Linked DNA regions of Sus scrofa: region 2 is linked to region 1. The links are chromatin contacts, called in public promoter capture Hi-C maps. All regions are on one chromosome and are shown on one strand. The core of a region is the stretch at or near the end of the contact, and the rest is flanking DNA. Distances in the headings are between cores, read along the strand shown. Region 1 holds the start of PRKAB1 (protein kinase AMP-activated non-catalytic subunit beta 1). Region 2 holds the start of TAOK3 (serine/threonine-protein kinase TAO3).

The links. Promoter capture Hi-C pulls out the DNA fragments that hold promoters and counts their contacts.
Region 2: a contact with region 1 is called in a promoter capture Hi-C map of fetal skeletal muscle, with 7 times the contacts expected there. The contact joins the promoter of TAOK3 here to the promoter of PRKAB1 in region 1. A contact is called at or near these places in 1 of 5 promoter capture datasets (fetal skeletal muscle), 1 of 47 Hi-C or Micro-C datasets (liver) and 1 of 2 datasets of contacts at active chromatin or transcription factors (alveolar macrophages).

The regions. Positions count from the first base shown.
Region 1 is chr14:33,214,498-33,221,687 of Sscrofa11.1, reverse strand. PRKAB1 (protein kinase AMP-activated non-catalytic subunit beta 1) reads left to right here and starts at 4,062. Exons shown (of 7, transcript NM_001243621.1): 1 at 4,062-4,597; 2 at 6,975-7,138. The coding sequence starts at 4,439.
Region 2 is chr14:34,318,607-34,325,796 of Sscrofa11.1, reverse strand. It overlaps TAOK3 (serine/threonine-protein kinase TAO3), which reads right to left and starts at 3,781. Exons shown (of 21, transcript XM_001924400.7): 1 at 3,467-3,781.

The DNA of each region.
Region 1 (7,190 bases), core at 2,813-5,312:
CTGAATATGCCCCAGAGTCAGTTTTGAGAACATAGTGTAGCATTATAAGCCAGACTGTCCCAAATTTTTTCCTCCAAATTTGATGTAAATCCATCTATATCTGCTTTCATATAGTGCAATAATAGACACAAACTTTTTTTAATGAGCTCACTGAAGGCAAAAATGGTCCTTTCTGAAATTTCGGTGTTTCTTATCCCTACTGTCTTGTGTGTTAGACACGCTAAGTAGGAAGAGATCTTACATAGCTACCTCTGGTTCTCATGCTCAGATGTTTCTTTTGGAGAGAGGCCAGGACCACTGTTCATCCATATGGCTGCATTTGTACGAATTAGAAAAAGGCATTCATTCCTCCAGGCAGATGGAACCTCAGGACCTACTTCCCTCCTAGTGTAGGCACCCCTGCACAGGGCACACCTATACAATCCCAGTTACTGGGCTTTCTCACTGGTTGAAAACCTTAGGCTATCACTATCTTATTCAAACCAGAGTAGAAGTCTTGAAATTTTCTTTAGGCATTAAAGCATTTGCATAGTTCAGATTAGTGGTCCACGACTCACCTTATCTTGTTCTTCCTTATCTCTCATGTTATTTGGGGAAGAACCCAAAGATCAATGTATTTATATCTATGGTTTCTTCATCGCCTATTGTGAGCAATAAAAACAGATCATAGAATGTATTCTGGGTTATCCACTGGCCTGGCTTAAATCCTGTTCAAGCTTCCCTAGAATCTCTTGTTTACCTGTATTGCTGCCTTTCTATGAGTCTGCTTCCATCTCTATCCTATAGATTCCTTTTTTTTTTTTTTAAACGGCCGCACCATGGCTTATGCAAGTTCCCAGGCTAGGGGTCAAATTGGAGCTGCAGCCGCTGGCCTACACCACAGCCACAGCAACTCGGGATCCAAGCCACATCTCACGGTACTGCTGGATCCTTAACCCACTGAGTGAGGCCAGGGATCAAGCCTGAGTCTTCATGGATACTAGTCCAGTTCATACATAGTCCAGTTCACTGAGCCACTATGGGAACTCTGTTTTTGTATTTTTTAAGAATGTTTTTAAATTACAAAAGTAGTAGAGCCTCATAGTAGAAATATTTTCAAACAGAAAGCTAAAAAGTGAAAATCCCCTATCTGCCCCTGTTTCCAATCAACTCCTCTTCTAAGAGGGGACCACTATTAACAGCCTGTTGTATATCTTTCCAGAACTTCCTATTTGCAAGCCTAATGATGCTAAGGAAAGGGCTAATGTTTATTAAGTGGTTACTAAGGGTCAGGTGCTTTTCATACAGGTTCTCAATTAAATCACAAAACAAGCCTAGGTGTTAGTTTTATTCCCCATGTCACAAAAGAAGAAACCAGGTGACAGTTTTTAAGTGGCAAGGCCAGAATTTGAACCCAGGCAGGCTGATTCTGAGCTCAGGTTGTTAACTTCCTGTTCTGCCCCTTGCTTTGGGATTTGGAATTTCATAGACATTTCTCCATAGTTGCCACATAATTCTATATCCTAGCCCACCCCCCCCTTTTTTTTTTTTTGGCTTTTTAGGGCTGTACTCACAGTATATGGAGTTTCCCAGGCTAGGGGTCCAATCGGAGCTACAGCTGCCGGCCTGCACCACAGCCATAGCAACACAGGATCTGAGCTGCATCTACAACCTATACCACAGCTCATGGCAATGCCGGATCCTTAACCCACTGAGGGAGGCCAGGGATCAAACCTGTGTCCTCATGGATACTAGTCATATTTGCTTCCACTGAGCCACGACAAGAACTCCCTATCCTCTCTTTTAAAAGTTGCTCGTTAGTCCATAAAAATGAATGTATTTAATTCATTTAGCTATTCTACTGACAAACTTTTTAGAATTCTGCAGCTTCTCATTTCCTCATTTCATCAAATCTAAGATTCCATTGATTGTAAGAAGCATCCTGTTTCAGAGAGATCAAAATGTGCATGTGAGAATTAACATATTATTAGAAATGAGGCTGCAAATAAACATGTTTGCATATAATTTTCACATGTGTATTTCTGTAGATATTCCCTAGCCATAAAATTGTGCACCAGAATGAAGGTGTGTTTTTTATTTTATTTTTGTCTTTTTAGGGCCGCACCCATGGCATATGGAGGTTCCCAGGCTAGGGGTTAAGCGGAGCTGCAGCTGCCGGCCTACGCCACAGCCATAGCAATGCAGGATCCAAGCCATGTCTTGGACCTACACCATAGCTCATGGCAATGCCGGGTCCTTAACCCACTGAGTGAGACCAGGGATAGAACCAGGGACCTCATGGTTCCTAGTCGGATTTGTTTTGGCTGCGCCACGATGGAAACTCCTGTGTTTTTTGATAAATACTGCTAAACTCTCCTCCAGGAGGCCATATCTTAATAATCTGTGTCTTCCATTTACTTCACACATGTCTGGCATTTTGTAGGTACCAAATAAATGTTCAGTGGACAAAATGCATGACTAGGCGCAGCAAATGCAAAGAATTTTGAAATACTCCACATGCAAACACACACACACACATACTGCCAATAACAAAAAAAAAAAAAATCTAACAGTGACTAACAAATGAGAAGATTAGAATATTTTAGTACCATATGTATACACACTCTTTGCTGAAGGACTGGCCGTAGTAAATGACAAACACTAATAAATAAATGCATTTTGTGTAGAATGATGTGTTCAAAGTGATTTTTAAATATCTTGCAAAACTGCCTATCAAAAGGTTGTGCACCCCTCAGTTTTTTGAAAATACATTAATAATGTAACCAAGCAGGGCCCTGTGGGGCTCATAGGCACAAAAACTTTTCTGTGTCCCCAATTTCTTGTTTTTATGAAATGTGCCTCATTCAGCCTTGTTGGCCTTCCCTGAGTTCCAAGGGGCAGGTTCAGACACCTACTGATCAGGGAAGGAAGGAGAGACAAAGAGAGAATCAGTCAAGCAACAATGGTACAGCCTTGGGGCAGGATTCTGGTTCCCTCTCAAGGGATACACATAATGATGCAGGCGTCTTATATACCAAGAGAAAAGTTATATTCTTTATGCTTCCTTTGGAAATGAATACTTTAAAACTGAACACCTTAGAGCCCTTCCTTGTGCTTCTCCCTCACTTGATTTCATCCTAAACACAATCACCTGTAAACTAAAGTTTAGGCACCCTGAACACAATTGCCTGTGAGTTAAAGATTATTAGCTGTGATGTTTTCCAGGAACTTTCCTAGTTCTAATCTCTGATCAATATGCCCTTTTCACAAGTAATGTTATTCTCAGCAATAACCCAGAAGACGGTGATCATGCCGAGATCTCCTGATTCCCACTTTGATGACCAAGATTCCCCCAAAGTAAGAAGAATCCTGTCTCTTATCTGGAACCTTGTTTTTCTCCTTTTAGACTATAAAATTCCCTTCAATTTCCCCCCAAGGGATGGCACAGTCTTTAAGGGATTAGGCTGCTGTAGCTTCGTTTGCCTGGCAAAGCAATAAAAACTAGCTTTTTTCTCCTTTACTCTGTCTCCGTGTTTCTCCTGCCTTTTATGCACACACCCCCACCCACAAGATACTAGATGTGAGAAATTTCCAGAGAGCTTATGGTCTGTCATTATCTCAAACACCTGCAGGACTACTTGCATCAGAATCACCTGGTGTGCTTATTAAAATGCAGATCCCAGGCCAGAGCTTCAGAATCACAATTCCCAGGAATTAGGGGCAAGTGAATCTGCATCTTAAACAGGCACTCCAGGTGATTCTAACACACTCAAAGGTGTGAGAGCGAGCACATGAAAGATCTTTAAGGAATCGCTTAACTAAATATGCCTTTTAGAACGACCCCTTTGGCTGTAAAGGGAAGAATCAACTTTAAGTGGGCAAAGATAACCAGGGTATCTAACACCATCATTCATCCCAGCGTGGGGAGGACGTCCCACATGGCCGGCGCGCTTCAGCACCCCCTGCCGGCCCTCAGCAGCCTCGTCCCGGGCGGCCGGAGCGGTCAACTGCGACAGCGCTCCCCGAAACCCGCAGGGGCGGTCTGGGGCTAGTAAACGCACGGACGTAGACCGGAAGCGGAAGTGAGGTCCGTTTGCCTGGCGCTCTTCTCAGAGCGCAGCCACCCCCCACCCGGTGGCCCCCGCCGACTTGAGGAAGTGCCGGAAGCGGAAGTTCCTAAGAGGTGGGGGGAGTTGTTGGTTAAGTGTCGGCTTGTCTTTGGAGCTTGGTAGGTTCCCCTTCTCCCCTCGGCTGATTGAGCAGGTAAAGCGCGATTGTGAGACCTCGCCAGCCCTGCCGGCCAAATTCAGGCCGGATCCCAACTTCGAACCCTATTCTGAGGGGTGTGGTACCCGGTGCTCCGACTCTCCCGGGTCCTGGTGGAGGTCCCGGGAGTCCCCGGTCCCTTCTCTGGGCAGAGGCTCGGTCCGGCTTCCCGGTGTCCACGTAAACCCCCGCGATGGGTAATACGAGCAGTGAGCGCGCTGCGCTGGACCGGCAAGGGGGTCACAAGACTCCCCGAAGGGACAGTTCGGGGGGCTCCAAGGATGGGGACCGGCCCAAAATCTTGATGGACAGCCCTGAGGACGCTGACCTCTACCACTCCGAGGAAATTAAGGTAAGGTAATGGGGGTGGAGGGATCCGTTTCTCCTTAATTTCTTTTGAGAGCTACTAGATCCTCCCGCCATATTCCCCTAATGATCAGAAGTCAGAGAGCTGTGATACTTCACACTATGCACTTAAAATCCAGATGGCCCTTTTAGTAACCCAGGAACCTGTGTCGAATTATCGATAAGACAAAGTCACCCCGAGGGAGGAGGATTTCACTTCGTTTAACATCATTAAGGCAAAGGCAGCTCTGGGACAGGTTCAAATCCTTAATTAATTAAGATCGTGGAGTTAGCAGTAATTGAGCTCTAGTCGCTCCTTTTCTCTTAGGTATAATTAATTTCAGAGCTTTGAGAAATCTTTTACCACTTTCATGCACACGGGCGTTTTTTGTAATAGTTTTGCAGTTTATCCTCAATTTTGGAGATAAGGCAGAACACCTGTAAGGTGATAGTAGTGTTCACCAGCTGACCGCAGTTCCCAGAGATCTTTAGTGTTGCCTAAACTTGTGGTTCACGCTTTAGAGCAGGCATAGAAAAGTAATTTGACTTCTGGAGGTCAGTAAGTGAAGTATTAGTCTGAAGGAGGCAGCCAGTTGCTACTCAGCTTCTCTCTCCTGTTGTTTAAATATGACTTAAACTTAATGTTTAATGTTGATGTTTGCCAAAGCAAATGTTTTTGCAGGCCACATTTGGGCATCCTGCCTCAGTCGGCTTGTTAACTCTTAAAAAACTCTGAAGACAAAAATCTTCATTCCTGCTTCAGCTACTTTCCTGCTAAGCATCATGTGGTCTCTTTCTAGAAGGCAGGGCCCAGTCCAAGGACATTTAGTGATTCTAGCAGCTGATAGGTATATGTATACCCTTAAAAAAAAAAAAAAAAAAAAAAAAAATTCCTTAAAGGGCAGTGCAACAAAGTCAGTTTGAAAAAGATGACCCTCCTCCCCCACACACACGCATTCTGTTACCATCCGCTTGCTTGTTAATCATCACTGTCCATTAGGCTAATTGCCTGGTAACTCATCCCTTCTGTACTCAGATTTTTTTTCTCAAATGTTGGGCTGAGTCACGTTATTGTCTTTTGTCCTCACCTGGATCTTGGCTCTGAGGCTGACTCTAAAGAGTCTGCTTTTACTTGGCCCTCCAGCCCGTGGTTTCAACTTGCTTTCTGAATTTGTTGCATTCCATTGCTGTGTGCAAAGTGAACTTTGGGATCCTGTTTCTTCGATGACTAGACATCCCTTCCCCCAAAAGTAATTATGGCCCAAGGGCAGCCATTTAAGACACCCTAAGAATCAAACCATTTTCTTTAAGAAGCACTTGTTCTTCTGCTGTTTTAAAACCTTACAAGAAATGTTTGGCATACGGATACTCTGTAAAGAATGATTTCAAATAATTTCCATTACTACTTCCTCAGAAGTTATGAAATGATGAGGCAGACACATTGGATAGAATGCCGATTAAAAAAAAAAAAGTCATGGATTCTTTTAACTACACTAGTTCACCATTTTGGCTGTGATTAGTTATCACACCCTCAGTGTAAAGTGATTCCAGTCTGTTATTCTTTAATCTGTAGATCTTGTGAAAACTCAAAGAATGCAAGTATCTTCTGTGTGAGCTCAGGTCAGTATTTGAAGCGAAGATACTAGAAGCCTACTTGAGACCTATAAGAGTCTCTCTCAGCTCCTGCTCTCTTCATCTTTGTTTTTGGACTAGGAACAATGTAAGAGACCCAAAACCACATATACTTCACCCAGAGCTAAACAGGTTTATTTGTCTTGTTCCAGAATACCTCGGTTATACACTTCCCACACAAGCAGTTATTTTCTGTAATGAGGGCCAGTCTTTATCTTCTTTGTCCACTTCTCCCTGGTGCCTGGATGGCGCTCAGTGAATAGGTTTCTGCTTCCTTAGAGCCTGGATTTGCCAGTTTTCAAGTTGACAGCTCTGAAACGGTCGTGAGAAATTTTTGTGTACTTCAAAATTTTGCTTAAGGAAGGAAAATAACATTCATTAAGCTGGTCTTGAATTCATTGCTGTCTTCTTGCAAGTGAGTTTTATGATTTCTCCTAGAATGTTGCTGTCGATCTCTAACAACAGCAGTAACAACAGCTAATGATTACTAAGCATTTACCTGGGTCCCCCACTATGCAGAGCATGTTCCGTGAACTGTCTCACTCAGCCTTCACAATGGCCTTCAGAAATAATTATTTTATTATTTCCATTTTGGGGAAACCGAGGCACAGCTGGTCAGGTAATGAGTCAGAATAGGAACCTCAGCAGTGACAGTTTCCTTTCTAGACTGAATCGTCAGTGTTAAGGTAACTCTCTCTTGTAGGGCTATCACTAATGGTTTCCTGGTCCTGAGTAAACGCCTCTGTTTCTAGGCTCCAGAGAAGGAGGAGTTCCTGGCCTGGCAGCATGATCTGGAGGTTAATGATAAAGCCTCTGCCCAGGCTCGGCCAACTGTGTTTCGATGGACGGGGGGTGGAAAGGAAGTTTACTTATCCGGCTCCTTCAACAACTGGAGCAAACTTCCCCTCACACGCAGGTAACTCCCTGGAGCATCTTCATGTATTTGTCTTAACCCGGGATACTCTGAT
Region 2 (7,190 bases), core at 2,532-5,031, 1.1 Mb before region 1:
AGTATAAAATGGGTTATTGTATTTACTGGGCAGTACTTGAATCCTCCTGAACTAAGACTAAGAATAGTTTAAGAACCCTAAACCAAAAAGAATTTGCATTCTGGGAGTTCCCGTTGTGGCACAGTGGTTAACGAATCCAACTAGGAACCATGAGGTTGCGGGTTCTATCCCTGCCCTTGCTCAGTGGATTAAGGATCCAGCGTTGCCGTGAGCTGTGGTGTAGGTCGCAGATGTGGCTCGGATCCCGTGTGGTTGTGGCTGTGGTGTAGGCCGGCGGCTACAGCTCCGATTGGACCCCTAGCCTGGGAAACTCTATATGCCGTGGGAGTGGCCCAAGAAATGGCAAAAAGACAAAAAAAAAAAAAAAAAAAAAAAAAAAGAATTTGCATTCTGTGGTGGCCATAACCATTCATATGGAAGTGTGAGGCTCCTTCTTAATCTCTTTTTATTATATTTTTCAATTGAAAAGAAAGTTAAAATGGGCATAGGTGTAATGAATTTACATATTAATAGTTTCTCAAAATGTAGTTTTATTTTGTGAAACCATTGAAAATAAATTCCCACTGCATCCCTACCTTCCTAACCAACTCCCCCACCCCAACTCCATTTGCCTAGGAATAAACAGTTACTATCGGCCCTTCCTATCACTAAAAATTCGATTACAATGACTCTCCCTTCATGGTCTCTGGATCAATACTATAATATACTGTGGTTGAAATGACTGCTTTATTTTTATTTTATTATTATTATTATTATTTTGTTTGTTTTGCCTTTTCTAGGGCCGCACCCGCGGCATATGGAGGTTCCCAGGCTAGGGGTCGAATTGGGGCCGTAGCTGCTGCCCTACGCCAGAACCACAGCAACGCCAAATCCGAACCGCATCTGCAACCTACACCACAGCTCACGCCGGATCCTTAACCCACTGAGTGAGGCCAGATATCGAACCCACAACCCCATGGTTCCTAGTCAGATTCGTTAACCACTGAGCCACGACAGGAACTCCCTGAAATTACTGCTTTAGTAATCACTTGGGAGTATCAGAACACTTTCTTTTCTCCAGAGGAATTAAATTTAACGTTTTGTCTTGAGAAACTACCATTTTTACCAAACAGAAATAAGCTAACAAGCATGACGGAAGAGCTTATCTGCTCAAATATTTCTATCACTTAGCAGAATTATTGGTACTGAGATTCCCAATCCTTTCAAAGACCATTTCACCTGTTACATGCACTACAATAAGGAACACATATGCTCCTTGCAAATAACCTCTTGAGTTCAGTGACCTTATTTTTACTTGAATTCTACCTAGGGTTCTGGAAAAATAAATGTAATGTAAAAAAGTTACACTTAACACATCTTAAATATAGTGTCTCATATTTTAAGTTTGTATTTGTGTATTTCCTGTTATTGTTCCTCTCATCTCCATAATTTCTGTTTCTTAGGGAAGGAGGTCTAGTGGGTGGAATTTTCATAACCACATCAAGCTCCACACTCCTTGAGAGCATATAAGAACTGTTCTGTATCAGGTAATATTAAATAAAATTCCTCAAATGACACATTCCCTCTACTTATTATCACCCTGATGTAAGATGCCTTCAGTATTTTTTGTCTTGGGTTTTAAATAGGCAGTTCAATGTAAGCCTTCTACATTATGTCTTTGGGAAATAATACAACATTTCTTTCTTCCCCTTAGTGGAAGCTGCACATTACTGAACATGGGCAAAGGCTTCTAATAAGACAGTATTATAAACCTGAAACAAAGAAGATATCTAAATAACTACAAAATGATAGAGTAATTACATCTCCTGGTATTTTCCCCAAACCATCATTTTCTAAGTCTGCTTCCGTGAAAAAAGAACCCGTCACAAAGATAAGGGGTGAGGAGAAGCAACACACCAATAGAGAAAAAGAGGTTAAAAATTCAAATGCCAAACTGCAGAGTACAACCATAACAAAGCATGTGCATTCAGGAGAATATTAGAAAGGTAGTCAGGGCGGTATTAACATATCCTAAATACTCTGAACAACTAGCCCCGTCATTAATTTTCACATCCATCAAGGTAGGAGGCTGCACCCCAATTCCCACCCCCCATTGCTTTCCACTGTTTGTTTCAGCATTTTAATAGACACACACTTGCCTCCCACCAGGGCATAAAGTGTCTGGTTTAAATAGGCTTTTCTCTTTCAGCTTGTCCCAGAATTACGCCTAAAGCTCAGTCCTGGTGGCTTTTCAGGATGAAGAATCTAATTGGAAAATGCTGTTAGTTTAGCGACTCCAATACCTCTTTTCAAAATTTAGTTTGACCTTCCAAATGTCTTTCCAACACACGAAGATAAACAGTGAAACTTAGTATGCAGTTCCTGTAAGTCTGCATCGTAAACACTGATACTGATGTGCTGACAAACCTGAGTAAGTTTGTCAGCTCCTTGCTTAGTTGAAAGTGAGAAAGACAAGAGTCTATCAAAACAGCCTCACCAGTCCAAAACCTGGATCTCCAAAAGGGTCCCTTTCCCTTGCCACTGGTTTGTGGAGAGTTAAAGAAGCCCTTTCCAACTTTTCACTTTCTGATGAAGCTATCGAGGTCAGGAAGCTTCACTTTCAAGGCATCCACGCCCAACTCGGAGAAACAAACGCGAAGCCAGGGGGCCAGCGAGCAGAGGTCCGGCGGTCCCTCGCTCCAGCCCTTTCCAAGATTCCTATGCTTCGGCCCGACCCTCCAGCCTGCGCGTTAGAGTAGGAGACGGCTCATTACATAATCCCCGTTCCCCAGAGTCTCCCACAGAGTCACGGGGGCTCAGGCGGCCCCCAGTCTCCCACTCCGCCCTTAGGAAGCTCGGCTGACTGCACCCGGGGAGCGGCGGCCAGCTGCCCCGACTCGCCTGGCGCCGCGACCGGGACCCAGGCCCCTATAGTCACCCACGAGGGGCTGGGCCGCGCCTCCACGGGTAGCCCCCGGGTCCCAACTCAGACCTGGGTCCCAGCCCCCTCGGGGTGCGCCTCACGTCACAGCCACTGCCCCAGTCCCTCTCGGAGTCCCCCATCACACCTGCTGCCTCAAGCCCTCTCGGGGTCCCCTTGCGGCTCAGACCCGCTGTCCTGGCCCATTTCAGGGACCCTTCCCTTGAGTCTCTCTATCCCGGTCCCTCTTGGGGTCTCCCCTCAGACGCACTGTTCCGGTCCCTCTTGAGGTCTCCCCTCAGACCCATCGTTCCATTTCCCCTCAGGGCCCCCCCTCTGGTCCGCTGTCCCGGCCTCTCTCGGGTCCCCTTCCACCACACCCGATGTCCCAAGCCCTCTCAGGGTCCTCCTCTCAGAAACGCGGGGCGGCCCCTCTCCGAGACTCCTCAGCCAGAACTGTCAAACCCGCTGCCGAAACTCCCTCACTCGGTCCCTCGCCGACCCCACTCCGCCCTGAGTTCCTTCGCCCCGGCTCACTGTCACCTCCCTGCGCCCCGGTGCTCTCACCTCAGACCTGCTGTCACCACCCCGGGGCCCGGCGTCGCCGCCGCCGCTTCCTCTCCCACACTTGTTCCCGAATCGCTCTTCTGCCGCTTGTTCCCGGGAAGATCCCCAGGTCCGGTCGGTAAGCTACGGGTCCGGCTGCGCAGAGCCTCCGCTCGCGGTTTCCGCGTCGGGTGCCACTCTTGCACGCAGGACCCCACCGCCGCCGCCGCCGCCGCCGCCGCCGCCCCTGGGCGCCACACGGACCCTCCCGCTGCAGCCGCTGCTGCTGTCCGAGGTGCGGCTCCTGCCAGGGATGGCCAATCGCACCCGACTGCGCCGAGCGCGCTCCGCCCCGCCGTCCCAAGTCCGCCCGCCCCCTGCCCCTGACCACGCCCCCAGCCAGGCTCCAATAGGCTCTCTACTGACCTTCCCTGATCGCGGGGCACAGACTTAGGGCCAGATATAGGTACTTGATTGGAGGTGCCTTGGAAGCAGAGCTGTCGATGGTGCTTGAGGATTGGCGGAGTTGAATGTGGGCGGGACCGGGAGGGGCGGGGTTTCCTCAGACGCGGAAGACCTTGCAACTTCACTCACCCACTGGCCCGCCTCGGGTGCGGTCGTCCTTGTTTGCGCTGTGTTGGGGTCAAAGTTCATGGCACTCCCCTCTGAGCCTTTATTTTTCTGGGGAGACTCCCAGAGGCCAAGGCCCCTTGGGACTCTGGGAGACCACCATGCGAGAGCCTTTAAGGCGGTCCCGATTTCCCCGTTAGACCTGGCACAGCTTTCTAAATAATTCTGCCGTAAATCGATAACAGCAATTATTCACTCAGGACTTGTGAACGTTTCCTGTATTTAACCGCTTTTATATCTTTGGCAAGGGAGTTACACTTCCTTACATTGCATTCCGCAGACATCAGTATAATGATGTTGATGGGAAAAAAAAATCTACCTCCTAGATGCATAGTATGCACAACTAGGCATTTAGCACTGTCAGGGAGCGTTTTCATAGTTACAAGACCAAAGTTAAGAAATACTCAGTTTGAGGGTTATGATAATAATTACAAGTAAGGGAGTTTCCGTCGTGGCTCAACAGTTAATGAACCCGACTAGGAACCATGAGAATTTGGGTTTGATCCCTGGCCTTGCTCAGTGGGCTAAGAATTTGGCATTGCCATGAGCTGTAGTGTAGGTTCACAGATGCGGCTAGGATCTGGCATTGCTGTGGCTGTGGTGTAGGCCAGCAACTGTAGCTCCGATTGGACCCCTAGCCCAGAAACTTTCATAGGCTGCTGGTGTGGCCCTAAAAAAAAAAAAAAAAAAAAAAACTAGGAACAGGAACTGTTTGGTAGGGGAACCCTTCAGGGAGGCTTCAGCAAACCTCTTCAACATATTTTTTCTCAGGGCCCTGTGAAATGATTTTATGATTTTTGCGGTAACTAATGGCCAAAGTATAATGAACTTTGACCTAAGTGCTACTGGTGATAACCAGAGACCCATCTTGACCCAAACTGAAACATTGTGCTTGCCAGGGGTGAAAGTGCATGTTTTAATTCAGAGCCATACTTTATATTTTTGTGAAACATATGTTGAACTAATACTGGAAACTGAAAACTGCTGCCTTCACCCCAAACCCTAAAACTTAGGGGCTTTGAGAATTTAGCATTTTGTGAAGAAATCGTTTCATTTCAGGAACACAGTTTGTTCCTAAGCCTTGTCAGATACATTCAGGACTTCACTCTTAGAAACCTCTCCATCATCAACTCTTTCTAAACTCTTGCTATCAAAATTTGTGTTCAAAATACTATTCATGTTTTCCCTAGTGTTTTAAAATCATATCCGTTCCAATTAAGATGCTTCCCCTTAAAATTTCAGTTTTTTGAGTGTTAGGGGGTGTACAGAGGGCCTGTGGAAAGGGGCTGGCAGGATTTCCTTTCAGATGAATTCAAATGTGGATGTCTCCTGAAGAGTGTGACCGAGTGCCATTATGGAAAGGGATGCAAAGAGATTTCTAGGTGGTAAAACTTGGTTTTGAGGGAACTTGGTTTTTATAGGCCTAGAGGAACACTGTCCATAATCATATTAGGTAACTATAAAAGTTGGGTGAGACTAAAGTCATGAGAGAATTTTTTTTTACTAGGTCCCCCTCTACAGAGTATTTATTAAGAGCTCATCATACCAAATGCAGTAAGGATAGAAGAAATTGGGTAAGTTTTCATAATCCAAGTGTTCAGTTCTCTCTATTCATATAGAAAAGAAGTTCATGATCATTGACAGATGTTATTTGCAATCAAGAAGACAAGTAAAGGGAGTTCTCTTTGTGGCTCAGCCAGTTAAGAAACTGACATACTGTTCCTGAGGATTTGGGCTTGATCCCTGGCCTCTCTCAGTGGATTAAGGATCTGGTGTTGCTGTAAGCTGTGTCATAGGTTGCACATGCTATTGGGATCCAGTGTGGCTGTGGCTGTGGCTGTGACATAGGCTTCAGCTGCAGCTCCAATTTGACCCTGAGGCCAGGAACTTTGATATGCTACAGGTGCGGCCTTATAAAAGGTAATAAATAAAAAAAGAAGAAAAGTAAAACATACACAAGGTAAACATGCCAGTGTCTTGAAAGGAAAGAAAACCAAATAGGAAAGATAACCCACCACCTTTTTTTATTTGTTATAACATTCTATCAGTGAACTCTTATTTCTAAAATGTTGGTGCATTTTTGGTCTCTGATTATTGCTACTGATGGAAACACTAAGTTGCTCAATATAGTTGATTACAAATAATTTAGACATGACCTAACAGCATAAAAAAGAAAATGACTTCATCCTTTGGACAAGAGACAGTTTTGAAATTCTAGTTTAAATATGGATGGTGGACCTACAGGGAGCCATGAGAATGACTCTTATTTAGAAGGAGGTTCAGAAGCTTTCTGAACTCCTGGAAAGACATTGCAACATTCCATTCTGAAAATTCTTGTGTTTTGTTGGGAGGAAGAATCCCTTATAAGCAGAACCAAGATTTTAATTATAACAAGGTAGAAAATAAGAAATATTAAAATAAATGGGATGAGTTCCCATTGTGGCTCAGTGGTTAACGAACTTAACATCCATGAGGACACAGGTTCAATCCCTGACCTTGCTCAGTGTGGGGTTAAGGATCCAGTGTTGCTGTGAGGTGTAGTGTAGGTTGCAATCTCAGCTCGGATCCTGTGTTGCAGTGGCTGTGGCGTAGGCCAGCGGCTACTACACCTCTGATTCAACCCTTAGCCTGGGAACCTCCATATACCATGGGCGTGGCCCTAAAAAGCAAATAAATAAGTAAATGTGATGAGAATAAATTTTTTCACAGTGAGAAGACTCTGTGGGGGCCAATTCAGAGGTACTTTTGGTCACAAAGCATCTGAGAGTGAGAATATTGGGTTACATCCTGGCTTTTACATCTGTGTTCAACTTTACTGCAAGTTAATTTTTTTTCCCCCTTTTTTTGGCCTCCCCAGGGCATGTGAGAGTTCCCTGGCTGGCGATCAGATCCCAGCTGCAGTTGCAACGTGTGCTGCAAGCAACACCAGAGCCTTCATCTACTATGCTGAGCTGGGGATTGAACCTGCATCCCAGCACTACAGAGATGGAGCTGATCCTGTTTTGCCACAGCAGGAATTCTTTTTTTTTTTTTTTTTTTTTTTTTTTTTTTTGTCTTTTTGCCTTTTTGCCTTTTCTAGGGCCGCTTCCTGCGGCATATGGAGGTTCCCAGGCTA